2 separate regions of the Muntiacus reevesi genome follow, and region 1 is linked to region 2. A link is a contact called in public Hi-C data. All regions are on one chromosome and are shown on one strand. The core of a region is the stretch at or near the end of the contact, and the rest is flanking DNA. Distances in the headings are between cores, read along the strand shown.

The links. A called contact is a pair of places that touch in the nucleus more often than the background predicts.
Region 1: a contact with region 2 is called in a Hi-C map of blood, with 5 times the contacts expected there. The contact joins the promoter of PPCDC here to the promoter of C15H15orf39 in region 2. A contact is called at or near these places in 2 of 3 Hi-C or Micro-C datasets (blood and muscle).

Annotation. Positions count from the first base shown.
Region 1 is chr15:31,639,138-31,645,019 of mMunRee1.1, forward strand. It overlaps PPCDC (phosphopantothenoylcysteine decarboxylase), which reads right to left and starts at 4,608. Exons shown (of 6, transcript XM_065906030.1): 1 at 3,700-4,608; 2 at 1-173. The coding sequence starts at 150.
Region 2 is chr15:31,502,869-31,508,303 of mMunRee1.1, forward strand. It overlaps C15H15orf39 (chromosome 15 C15orf39 homolog), which reads right to left and starts at 2,611. Exons shown (of 3, transcript XM_065906732.1): 1 at 2,456-2,611.

The DNA of each region.
Region 1 (5,882 bases), core at 3,358-5,857, 140 kb after region 2:
AGGCAACTTCAGGGCTGCAACACTTCCAGTGACTCCCACGAGAACATGGAACGGTCTTCTCAAGGGTGCAGCAGCTGAACACGCGGCCCTTGGTTCCATGTGGGGTCTGGTGGCTTCGAGTCCTGGAAGCCTGCCAGAATTGGGCTCCATAAAGCTCTGTCAGGATTTAGGATCTAAAAGCAAAACAAGGGGGACCTGCTTCATTCATACATTCAACCAAAATGTATTGAGCACCCTGTGTTAAGACGCCAGGCCAGATGCTGGGGTTCCCCAGGGGTCAATAATCCCAGCTTCTGGGAGCAGTTTGATGAGGTCAGACACCCTTACCCCGCATCGGTCAGTCACACTGTAATATGGCCAGTGCCATGAGGCTGCAGAGCCTATGAGTTACTGTCTGAGGAAGTAGTCAGAAACCAAAAAAAAAAAAAAAAGTAACATTCAGGTTGAGTCCTGCAGTACAAGGAAGTTTTTCAGAAACAGAAGAAAATAACTTCGCAAGAAAAGCAATCTTGCATAAGTGAAGAGGCCTGAAGGAAGGTGGCAGGTGTGGGGAACAGAGAGTAGCTTAGCAGTGAGGTGAAAGTGTGATGACGGGGCAGGAGGTCAGGCTGCAAAAGCAGGTCAAGGACTAAGTGTCAAGGGCAGTGAGGGCCAGGGTGGGTTTTCATTTTAGAAAGACGGTGCCTGTGCTGGTAAGAAGTCTGGAGGGCACCTTGGTGGTGAAGAGACTAAAGGGGGCAGACGAAGAAGGAGCCACTGCTGTGGGCTGGGCTGACTGAGGACTGGCAGGACAGGTTCCAGGGGTGCCTATGGGGTGGACCCCTAGGTCACAAAGGGGTTGGGGTGCTCCAGGGAGGGATCTGCCTCTCTGCCCCTTTCCCTGTGGATTAGGCAGCACCCTACAATCCCACGGCCAAGAAGAGACAAGCATAAAAGGGATAAAGGCCACCCCAGGAGACCAGCTGCTTGGTTTCTTCCTCTGGCCCCCAGATGTTGCTAGAAGTGATTGTTTACGATAATATGGCTGACAGATGCATCGAAACCTACACTCTGGCAGGCTGCACCTGGAAAACATACTCATTCCATCAGCAACCACCACCAAGGGTGATCACACCAGGCAAAAGAATTATGGAAGACACAGTTGCTGTCTTCAGGGAACTTGTGCATGGGCTGAGAAAACAGAAGTCACACCTGAAATCATTTGAGATGGGTCCTTCTGTGGGATGGACCTTTTCCGTGATCATTGATTCCATCTGGACACACCAGTTTCCCTGCCTTTCCGTCGCCACTTTCCCACGACCACCACCACCAGCAAGCTCTCTGAGTGTCTGACCGGGTTTAAACACCAACCACTAGGCAGGTATCAGGCCTGCGGTAGGTCCTGAACCATCTGCTGAATGGATAATCACCTGCACCCTCTGAAGCAGAGCTGGGCAGAGAACAGACACCTGGCCTGTGAATCAGGAGCCCTGGGCCCTATCCATGTGCTCTTGACCCACTGTGTGACCTTGGCTCAGGGTCATTCCCTCCCTGCACCTGTCTCTTCATTGAATAACACAAAGACAGGGCCAGGTGATCTCTGAAGCTCCTCCCATCAGCAACCTTCTCAGTCAATGCATGAAAGACAAGAGCTAAGTGACTCTCTGTACAAGGGTATCCTGGGAGATGTACTCAAAAAGGGTAGAAGCAACAAGGGGAAGGGACACCAAGGCAGACCCCGAGGAAGAAGTCCAGTGAGTCACTCAATGGCTACTCATCTGGCTGCAACCCATAAGGGCTCCCTCTTTACTCCACAGGCCCCTTGGCTCCTTAGGGCCCCCTTGCCCATTTTTTACCTTTAAGACTTCAAGACACATACACATGAGTTGAGGATCATGTTTGGGTCGATTATACCACTCTTATCCAGAAGGGTCTCCCAGGGGCCCAGACTCTTTTCAACAGAGGTTAAGCACAGGCCACTTTCCTAGAACAAAACATCCCCCCAGAGTTCATTTGCCAGCAATCTCAATCTCTGCCCTACATCAGGGCCTCAGCCAGGGCCGTGTTTGCCCACAGCAGAACTGAGTCTACTCTAAGGCCCGGAGAGCCATGTTGGCAGCTGACAAGGCTAGAGGGCCTGAGCCAGCTTCTTCCCAGAACGAATCCGTGTGCTGATCAGCATCCCGGAGGAGGCACATTCTCAACTCTCCAGAAACACCCACCTGCCAAATCCCAAACCTTGACCCTTGACCCTAACACCCAATTAGGGCTAGGACATGAGAGATTCCTGCAAAATCAGAAACTTAATTTAAAATCTCCTCCTGGTGGCTCAACAGTAAAGAATCTGCCTGTAAGGCAGAAGACTGTCTGCAATGCAGGAGATGCAGGTTCGATCCCTGGGTCAGGAAGACCACCTTGAGAAGGAAAACGGACAAAATCTCAAGGACAGAGGAGCTTGGCAGGCTACAGTCCATGGGACTGCAAGAGTCAGACATGACTTAGCGACTAAACCACTACCACCACCACCACATCAAATTGATATCATTCATAAGGAACAGGTTACTGAAAGCAATCAGTTAAACTTGGGGCAGGAATTCATGCTGGTGACTTCAACTGCTTCCCCACAGCAGGTGGTACAGCCCAAGATTTCCTATTAATACTTAGCCTGCTGAGCAATCTTTGTTAAGGACCAAACCCTAAATATCTTTCTAGAAAAGAAGGGGGAGGGGTGATATGTACTTGAGGAATAAAGAGTAGATAATTTAACCAACATCTGAAACCAAGGTCAAATCAGCTCAAACTGCGAGCCTCATGGAGGGCAACAGTTGGCAGGAGTTCCTTATGTTTACTCTCAAAGGTAGCTGTAGACAGCACCTCATCTTCCTGAGGTCTGCTGGACTCACAGGAACTCCTGAGCAGCAGAGAGAGCTGGTAAGCAGAGAGGCCAAAGGGCTGAAAGCTGTGATTACTGAGCCTCGAGATCCCAGGGTGCCAGCCATGCAGGTAGCCACATGCATGCAGCCACAGCCAGAAAAATGACAAGCTTCTCTGTCCTTTGAGAAAGACAAGGCCAGACAGAGCAAAGAGCCTCAACTTGTGGTAGACTTGTGATGTGTAAGTCTCCTTTTCTGATGAGTTTAATTAGGGCAGAGTTAAGTGAGAGTTTCCAGAACGCTTGCCAATCACAATATGGGCAAGTGAGGAGCCAGGGCAGAACCAGGGATTTAAAAAAAAAATCCAGATCAGGGTTTCAGGCCAGCCCAGCCACAAACAGGAGCTGGGGCTCAGAAAAAAGAATCGAATTTGGGTGGGTGGGCAAGGAATCCAGGACCCTTTGGCCTGACGTCAAAGTTCCTCACCCGTGGCCCCAAGATTCTGCTCTGCCCTTATCTCCCACCAGTCAATAAAACTCTGTCCCAGTAATAATGAAACACCAGCAGCTCCCGGTAGTGGCACTCTTCCCCCAAACCTAGTTATTAAAAGGAGTGGCATAGCCACAGGAACACTTTAAATCCCTTCCTTCAAGGAAAGGCAAGGAAGTCTTCAGGGAGAACTCAAGGTCTTGACATTCTGCTAAGACTTGCTCTTCTCTCAAACCAGAAGCAGGCAGGCTTGACTCTGCAGCTCCTGGAATCCTGTTGGGCACCGTTCCTCAAGGCCACAAGTTGGGGACACATTACATTCAGGCTTCCCAGGTGGTACTAGTGGTAAAGAACCCACCTGCCAATGCAGGAGATGTGAGAGATGCAGGTTCAATCCCTGGGTGGGGAAGATCCCCTGGAGGAGGGCATGGCAACCCACTCCAGTATTCTTGCCTGGAGAATCCCATGGGCAGAGAAGCCTGGTCCATAGGGTCACAGAGTCCAACAGGACTGAAGCGGCTTAGCACTCACACATTAATATTACATTCACACGTGGGGGCTACTAACAAGGAAGTGACTCGGAACTGCTACCTCTCAGCCACTAGAAGAGATGATGACAACTTCTGCTCCAAGGTACCCATCACTTCCCCAACTTGGGAATCTCTCCTGCCTATTACCTGGCACTGGTCTCCAATACTTCGAAGTGCAGCACTGAAGTTTTTCTCTGACAAAATTTGGCTTCACTCTCACTTTTTAATGTCATTCAACACTTTTAGGTGGAGCCAGGGGATAACTACAATATCACAGGGCTTTCCTTTTTCTATTGTTATCAACTTGTAAAATGGTTTGTACTTTGAGCCATCCCCTTTCCTTTTTGAAAGTAGGCTCGGGGGGTTATGGTTTTTGTTTCTTTAAGGCAAGAGGTTAAACATGGGTAACCGATAGGGCTACCTTTTAAACTAGATTAAAGGGCCCTAGGCAACTGCAGAAGAGCATAAAGCAGGGATGGGAGGGTACATACAGAAATGCACCACTTCATAGTATACCTATGGCTGATTCATGCTGCTGTTTGGCAGAAACCAACACAATATCGGAAAGAAATTATCCTTCAATTAAAAATAAATTAATTTAAAAAAATAAATGCCCTACTTCAGGATGGAGCTGGGAACAGGTCCATAGCGCTCCGGACCCACAGACTCCACAGCCCCTACACACACAACGCTACACACACACACACACAGAACCCGGAGATCAGCAGCGGAGACACACACACACACACCGGACACACACACACACCGGACACACACACACACACAGCTGCAGACCCGCACACACACACACACCGGACACACACACACACACACACACACACACACACACACACACACACACAGCTGCAGACCCGCACACACACACACACCGGACACACACACACACACACACACACACACACACACACACACACACACAGCTGCAGACCCGCACACACACACACACCGGACACACACACACACACACACACACACACACACACAGCTGCAGACCCGCACACACACACACACCGGACACACACACACACACACACACACACACACACAGCTGCAGACCCGCACACACACACACACCGGACACACACACACACACACACACACACACACACACACACACACACACCTGCAGACCCGCACACACACACACACCGGACACACACACACACACACACACACACACACACACACACACACACAGCTGCAGACACACACACACACACACACACACACACACACACACACACACACACACACACACACACACACACACACACACACACACACACACACACACACACACCTGCAGACCCGCAGATGCGAACAAAGTTTCTCGGGCACTAATACGAGAGGGAGGACACTCGTGGACACACGCAGCCACAAACACGGAAAGTGAGGTCACACAAAGAAGTCAAAGTCGCCAACGACGCTTCCCCAACCTCCCGCTTGTCCCACCACGGGAAACCAGCCTCCACGGTTCCCCCAGCCTCCTCACCCGCGCCAGGGGCGTCTCGGGGCAGCCCCCAAATATCGCGTTATCTCGGTCGCCCCTCCCGCTGATTCCGACTGGCACGCAACTTTACGGCTGTCGGAGGCTGCCTCCGCGACCGCGTAGCCTTCTGGGAGTTGTAGTCAACTTCTCAGCCTTCCGAGAACTGTAGTCCACTAGGGGAATCCCACCGAGAGCACCGGTTCCCAAGTTCCTGGTATTTCCTGTGTTCATCTGGACTTGCCAGTTGTCTGACCTCCTCATCCCCCCAGCCCCACCCACACTGCTTATCACTGCAGTACTTAATAATACTTTTACTGAGCCTATCTTCTATGTTTTTTATTTTAATTAAAAAAAAATTTTTTTTTTGACTGTGGCAGGTCTTAGATGCTGCATGCGAAGTCTTTTAGTTGCAGCATGGGGGATCTTTAACTGCAGCAGGTGAATTCAGCTCTTCCTCAGGAAACTCAGAACTCCTCCTAACAGGCAGAAGGCCTCTGTAGC
Region 2 (5,435 bases), core at 1,361-3,860:
AGACGAGAGGCTGTCAGTGTCCACGGAGGGAGCTTCCACGGGTCACAGAGTGCTAGTTGGCAACGACCCCCTTGTACTGAAGGAAAAACTGAGTGCCTGAGAAAGACTCTAAAGTCCCCAAGCAAGGCCAAGCAAGGATTGGGACCAAGGCCCAGAGGTCAACGTGGATTTCCTCAAGGCAGCAGGTACCCCGTGGCCCAGGAGAGGTCATCTGAGGCCAGTCTGCTAGAACCACACTGACCTGCTTCTACCTCCCCCAGTGCCCTGTTCCCCGAAACCCTCAGGTGGCTTAGGAAGGATGAATCAGCTCAATCTTGCTATGATTAGGCCCTGGGCCAGGTGTCACAGGTTTCTGTCACCAAGCCAAGACCAACCTCCACCCCCCTCACCCCTGCAGCTCTCTCCCTTCAGCTGGTGACCAATGACAACCATAGGCTCAGAGTTAGACTGGCACATTTTGAAAATGTGCCAAGAAAAGTCAAGGGTATTATGGGGGCCAGTGACCACCCTTATTCCAGCCTAAGTGCCACCAAGGAAGCCAGGCAACAGAGTTGTCTCACCTCCTGGCCAGAATCCAACCTCAGACAAGCCTGAAGAAGTGGATGCTCCCAAGAAAACAGGAAGGGGCATCGGGGCAACAATACCGATGGCAGTACCCTACAACAGGCGGCTGCATCCCAAGGGGAAAGCCTCCCATCCCAGTGCACCGCGGCTTTGCAAGAAGTGGTTGTACAGTTTGGGGGGGGGGGGGGGGTTGAGACCCCTGCCCTTGGGGAGCTCTGCGTTAATTAAGTGTGGGCTCTAGTCTCACTTCCCCCATACACTCCTTGGGACCGTCTCCATACCCACCCCCAGCCCCAAGAGCCATTCTCTCCTGGGCTCTGCCCATTGTGTGCCCTTTGCCCTGGGGACTTCCTGCGACACCCCTGGGACTCATCCAATAAAGGTGAGGCCACTTGGGACCCCCAAGTCTGTGGGGGAGATATGAGGGCTCCAGGGAAGCAGCAGAGGGCTATGAAGGGTATGGGGATAACACGACCTCCTGCCATTAGGAGGTAGAGAGCCCAGCACACACTCCCTCAAGCAAGGCCCTTCTCCACACTAAGCCCAAATGTAGGTGCCTCCTTCCCTCACACACTCGAAGAGGCAAGCAATTGTTTGGAGAAGGGCAGGTCTCCAGGGAGCAGGGCCACATCACCCTTGGGGCCACCCAGCGTCTTCCTGACTGAGGTTGGAGCTGGGCTGGGAGGACCATTCTCAAGCAGCGCCCGGGAGAGGAGCCCACCGCCGCCGTGCCATCCCTGCCCTAAACAGCAGGGGGCGGAAACAGCTCCCTGGCCCAGTTCCAACGCCTAAGGGGTCTCCGGGTAGACATTGGGCAAGACCAGGAAGAGAGCGATCCTGCCCAGCTGTGGCCAGCGCCTCTGAAAGGCTGAATCGGCTCTCCTTCCCGTGTTCTCACACCTCCCCCGGCTGAGGTTTTGGGCCCTGCCTACGCTACAACCGCATCTAGGGGCAGCCTAGGCGCTAGCGGTGGGGGAAGGGTGGCGGGAACCGCTCCACCCCCCTGTCCTCTACCTGCCTCGCCCTGAACTCGTGCTTGCGGCCCTCAACCGACCTGGCTTTGGGGCTGCCGCTGCACCCGGCCCCGCGGCTTCCGGGTGTCCCCATGCCCTGCCCGGCAGCGCTGGGGCGCACGTGCACCCCAGCAGGCCGATACACAGGCCGCCACCCATGCAAACCCGTGCCTGCAAGTACGTGCCTGGCCCGTATCTGCACACACGCCCCTCCAGAACTGTATTCTCCCCTCGCTCGGGGCCCCGCACACGTGTGCACGCAGGCAGGCCGGCGCACCGGGTCCCACGAACCGACATCTAAAAACTGGCGGGAGGGCCGGGGCAGGGGGCGGCCCGGCAGCAGAGTTCGGGCAGCCACCGCCTCGGGGCGATCCCGCCAGCCTGGGCTGCGGCCAGAGGGTGAGTCAAGACTTAGCGAGGAAACCGCAGGGCCGTCCCGTCCCAGCAGGGCGCGTCCAGGGCCCCAAGGCGTCTCAGTGCCAGGCGCCCCCCAGGCCAGGCCCCCGCCGCCCCCTCATCTCCGCCCGGGCCGTCCACGTGAGCCGGGCCCCGCGGGAGGCCCGAGGGCTCGGCCTTAGCTCCTCTTCTCCAGCCCCGCGCCGGATCCGTCACCCGGCCTCCAGAGCGCTACCAGGCCCCCGGCGCCTCGAAATCCAGGGAAAGTCGGGGCAGCGGCGCGACCCCTGCCCGCAGCCCGCCCGCCGGGGGCCCCCCTCCGCGGCAAGTAGGAGCCACGCCACCTCGGCCCAGGCCCAGCTCGCTCCATCCCGGGACCGGCCGGTAGGGGCGCCCTGGGGCAGCGCCACCCGCCCCTTCCCCACGCGCCGCCCGCAAACTCGGCCCAAGTTTCCGCGCCCGCCGAGTGGGCGAGCTCCTACCTTCAGGGCACCCGGCTTCCCGCTGCTGCTGCCCGGCACCGCGGCCGCATCCTCCAGCGCCGCTGAGGACGCGCGTCCTGGTCCGGCCGGGCCCTGCGCGGGAAGTCGCGGTGAGCACCGAGCCGGGAGCCACCCTCCTCGCTGCTGTTCGCGCCGCCGCCGGGCGCCGTCTGCGGTCCCGGGCGGGGCGGGCTGGGGGCGGAGCGGAGGCGGGGCGGCCCGCGCAGCAGGGGCAGAGCCGGGCCGCGCCTCTGGGAGCTTGTGCTCCGCTGAGCCCCGGGGTGCAGAGGGCCTGGCTCTGCCAGCCCTCCGGGGACCGGGCCCCCGGCGCTCTGCACACTCTGTACCCGCCGCTCTCCGCGAAGCCATCGCCCGGCGCGCCCATCACACGCCTCCGTTAGACCCTTCATTCATTGCCACTCTTTAGCTCTGTGAACTTGTGCCCGCCACTTGACCTCCTGAGCTTTAGTTTCCTCATTTCGGTAAAACTGGGATTAAATTATATCATAATGGTGGTGTCGTAAGGCTTAGAAGTGTTGATATTAAATATGTGACTCTCTTGGCTAGTACAGTTGCGTTAGGAGGCTGGAGAAGGGCTCCTTGGTCTGTTCCCTCATTCTCGGTTGCAGCTGGTGAGGGCAAATTCCTACAAACCTATCTCAGTTACAGTTAGGCCCCATACCTTCTGAGGAAGGGGTGATTTCCCCATCCCTAAAGAGAACCAGGGCTTCCCTGGTGGCTCAGATGATAAAGAATTTGCCTGTAATGTGAAGACCTGGGTTTGATCCCTGGGTCAGGAAGATCCCCTGGAGAAGGAACTGGCAACCCACTCCAGTATTCTGGCTTGGAGAATCCCATGGACAGAGTAGCCTGACGGGCTGTAGCCCATAGGGTTGTAAAGAGTCGGACACAACTTGGGAAACGAACACATGCAAAGTGAACTAGGTATAAGGGATGCTGGGAGGTTCACTAAGTGGCTTCAGTGAGTCCACTTGTCCTTTAGAACAAATTTCCTTCAGTAAAACAGGTCTGTGCATGTATGGCCTGGAAGGTCAGATGGGGTGGACCTTTCCCAGCCAGGACTGGGCTGTTACCTAGAGAGGAGCTGGAGGGGTGGAAGGGCTGCCTCTCTGGGCCATCTCATGTTAGATGAGAAGCCCCTTGGTGCAGTGCTAATGCCTTCTCTGATTTTAGTATGTGTGCTGCCGAAGCGAGCACCTGCTGCCTTCTCTGAAAAACCTGGTCCCTTGCATTTCCTGGGCTGCCCTAGGACTGGGGACAGGTGTGTGCCATGGAGGAGGGAGGGACCAGGTGGACATGCCAAAGGTCAAAGCACGATCATGGGGCAAAACCACCCAGGTCACCTGCTTAGATCCCAAAGTTCAGGCCTGCCTGAGTCAGAGGGCAGAGCAGGCCTAGGACTGCAGGTTCCAAGAGTAAGGATGACGCTTGAACCACTGGAGCTGGGCAGCAGGGACTGGGCACAACAGGGAGGAAGAGGAAGTAAAGGCCACCCGGGGGCAGCAGAAAGGGTGCCACTCAGTTAGGAGCTGGAGGATCCTTAGGAATTGAGTTTGGAGAGAGCTGGGAAGCAGGGACTCAGAGAAGGTTGGGACTTTCCCAAACTCACACAGCAGGTTGGGATCAGGAAAGTGCATTTGTGTGTTGACAACCAGGGGTCATGGCCAAGTCTCAGCTCACAGGCTGTACTTCCCCACTCTTGCGCCTCACCAACTCTGCCCTCCCCTCTAAGACACCCACTTCCCCGTCTCTGCCCTGTAATTAGGGGTTGGGTGGAGGGCAGTGTTCTCAGCATTCAGGGTCTAGTCTCAGGACTGTCAAGTTGTCTGCTCAGCTGGCAAGGTGTTCTCTCCAATCTCTCTGAGCATGAGCAAGGCCCACCCAGGCCAGGATAAGGCTGATGAGACCCAACAGGGTCAGTTAAGATTCTACAGTCCCAGCCCCACTGAGGCTTGTCTTAATCCAGAGACACTTCACAAAGTGTCTTCACTTAATTAACTTAATTATCTTGTCCATTCCTTTTCAGCATCACTTAGATGTTACCTTTGTAACTTTCTGAACCTCAGTTTCCTTATCTGCAAAATGGGAACCATGAAACCTGCCTCACAGACCAGAGTGTTATACAAAATTAGTGTGGGAAGTTGCTGATAAACCCTAAAATGTTTGTAGGGTGTCAGCTGACCATGAGCTCCTGAAGGCATGACCTTGCCCTCTTCTTCTCTACCCTAAGGGTCATGTGCAGAGCCTGTGGAGAGAGATGCCTATCAAGCCTTTGTTGGATGAAAGAAAGTAACCAGTACAAGGTGGCTGCCTTGGGAACCCCCCTTCCTTCCACTGCCCTGTGTGATTCTTAGCCTGTGGTCTTGGAGAGGAGAAATGGTATTGCCGTTGGAACAGTGTGAGCCAAAGCAGAGAGGAGAATACTGCCCTTATGTGGGGTTCCTGGCTGGAGGCACAGTAGAATATAAAAGCCTGGAAGGGAGGACATTCCTCCCCACCCTACCCACAACACACACACACCCTGGGGCTGTGTAGACTCCGAAGGCAGATTCTCCTCCTCCACCTCACCCTCAGTTCAGTCAGTCAGTTCAATTCAGTTGCTCAGTCGTGTCCGACTCTTTGTGACCCCATGAATCACAGCACGCCAGGCCTCCCTGTCCATCACCAATTCCTGGAGTTTACTCAAACTCATGTCCATCGAGTCAGTGATGCCATCCAACCATCTCATCTTCTGTTGTCCCCTTCTCCTCTTGTCCCCAATCCCTCCCAGCATCAGGGTCTTTTCCAATGAGTCAGCTCTTTGCATGAGGTGGCCAAAGTACTGGAGTTTCAGCTTCAGCATCAGTCCTTCCAATGAACACCCAGGACTGATCTCCTTTAGGATGGACAGGTTGGATCTCCTAGTAGTCCAAGGGACTCTCAAGAGTCTTCTCCAACACCACAGTTCAAAAGCACCACC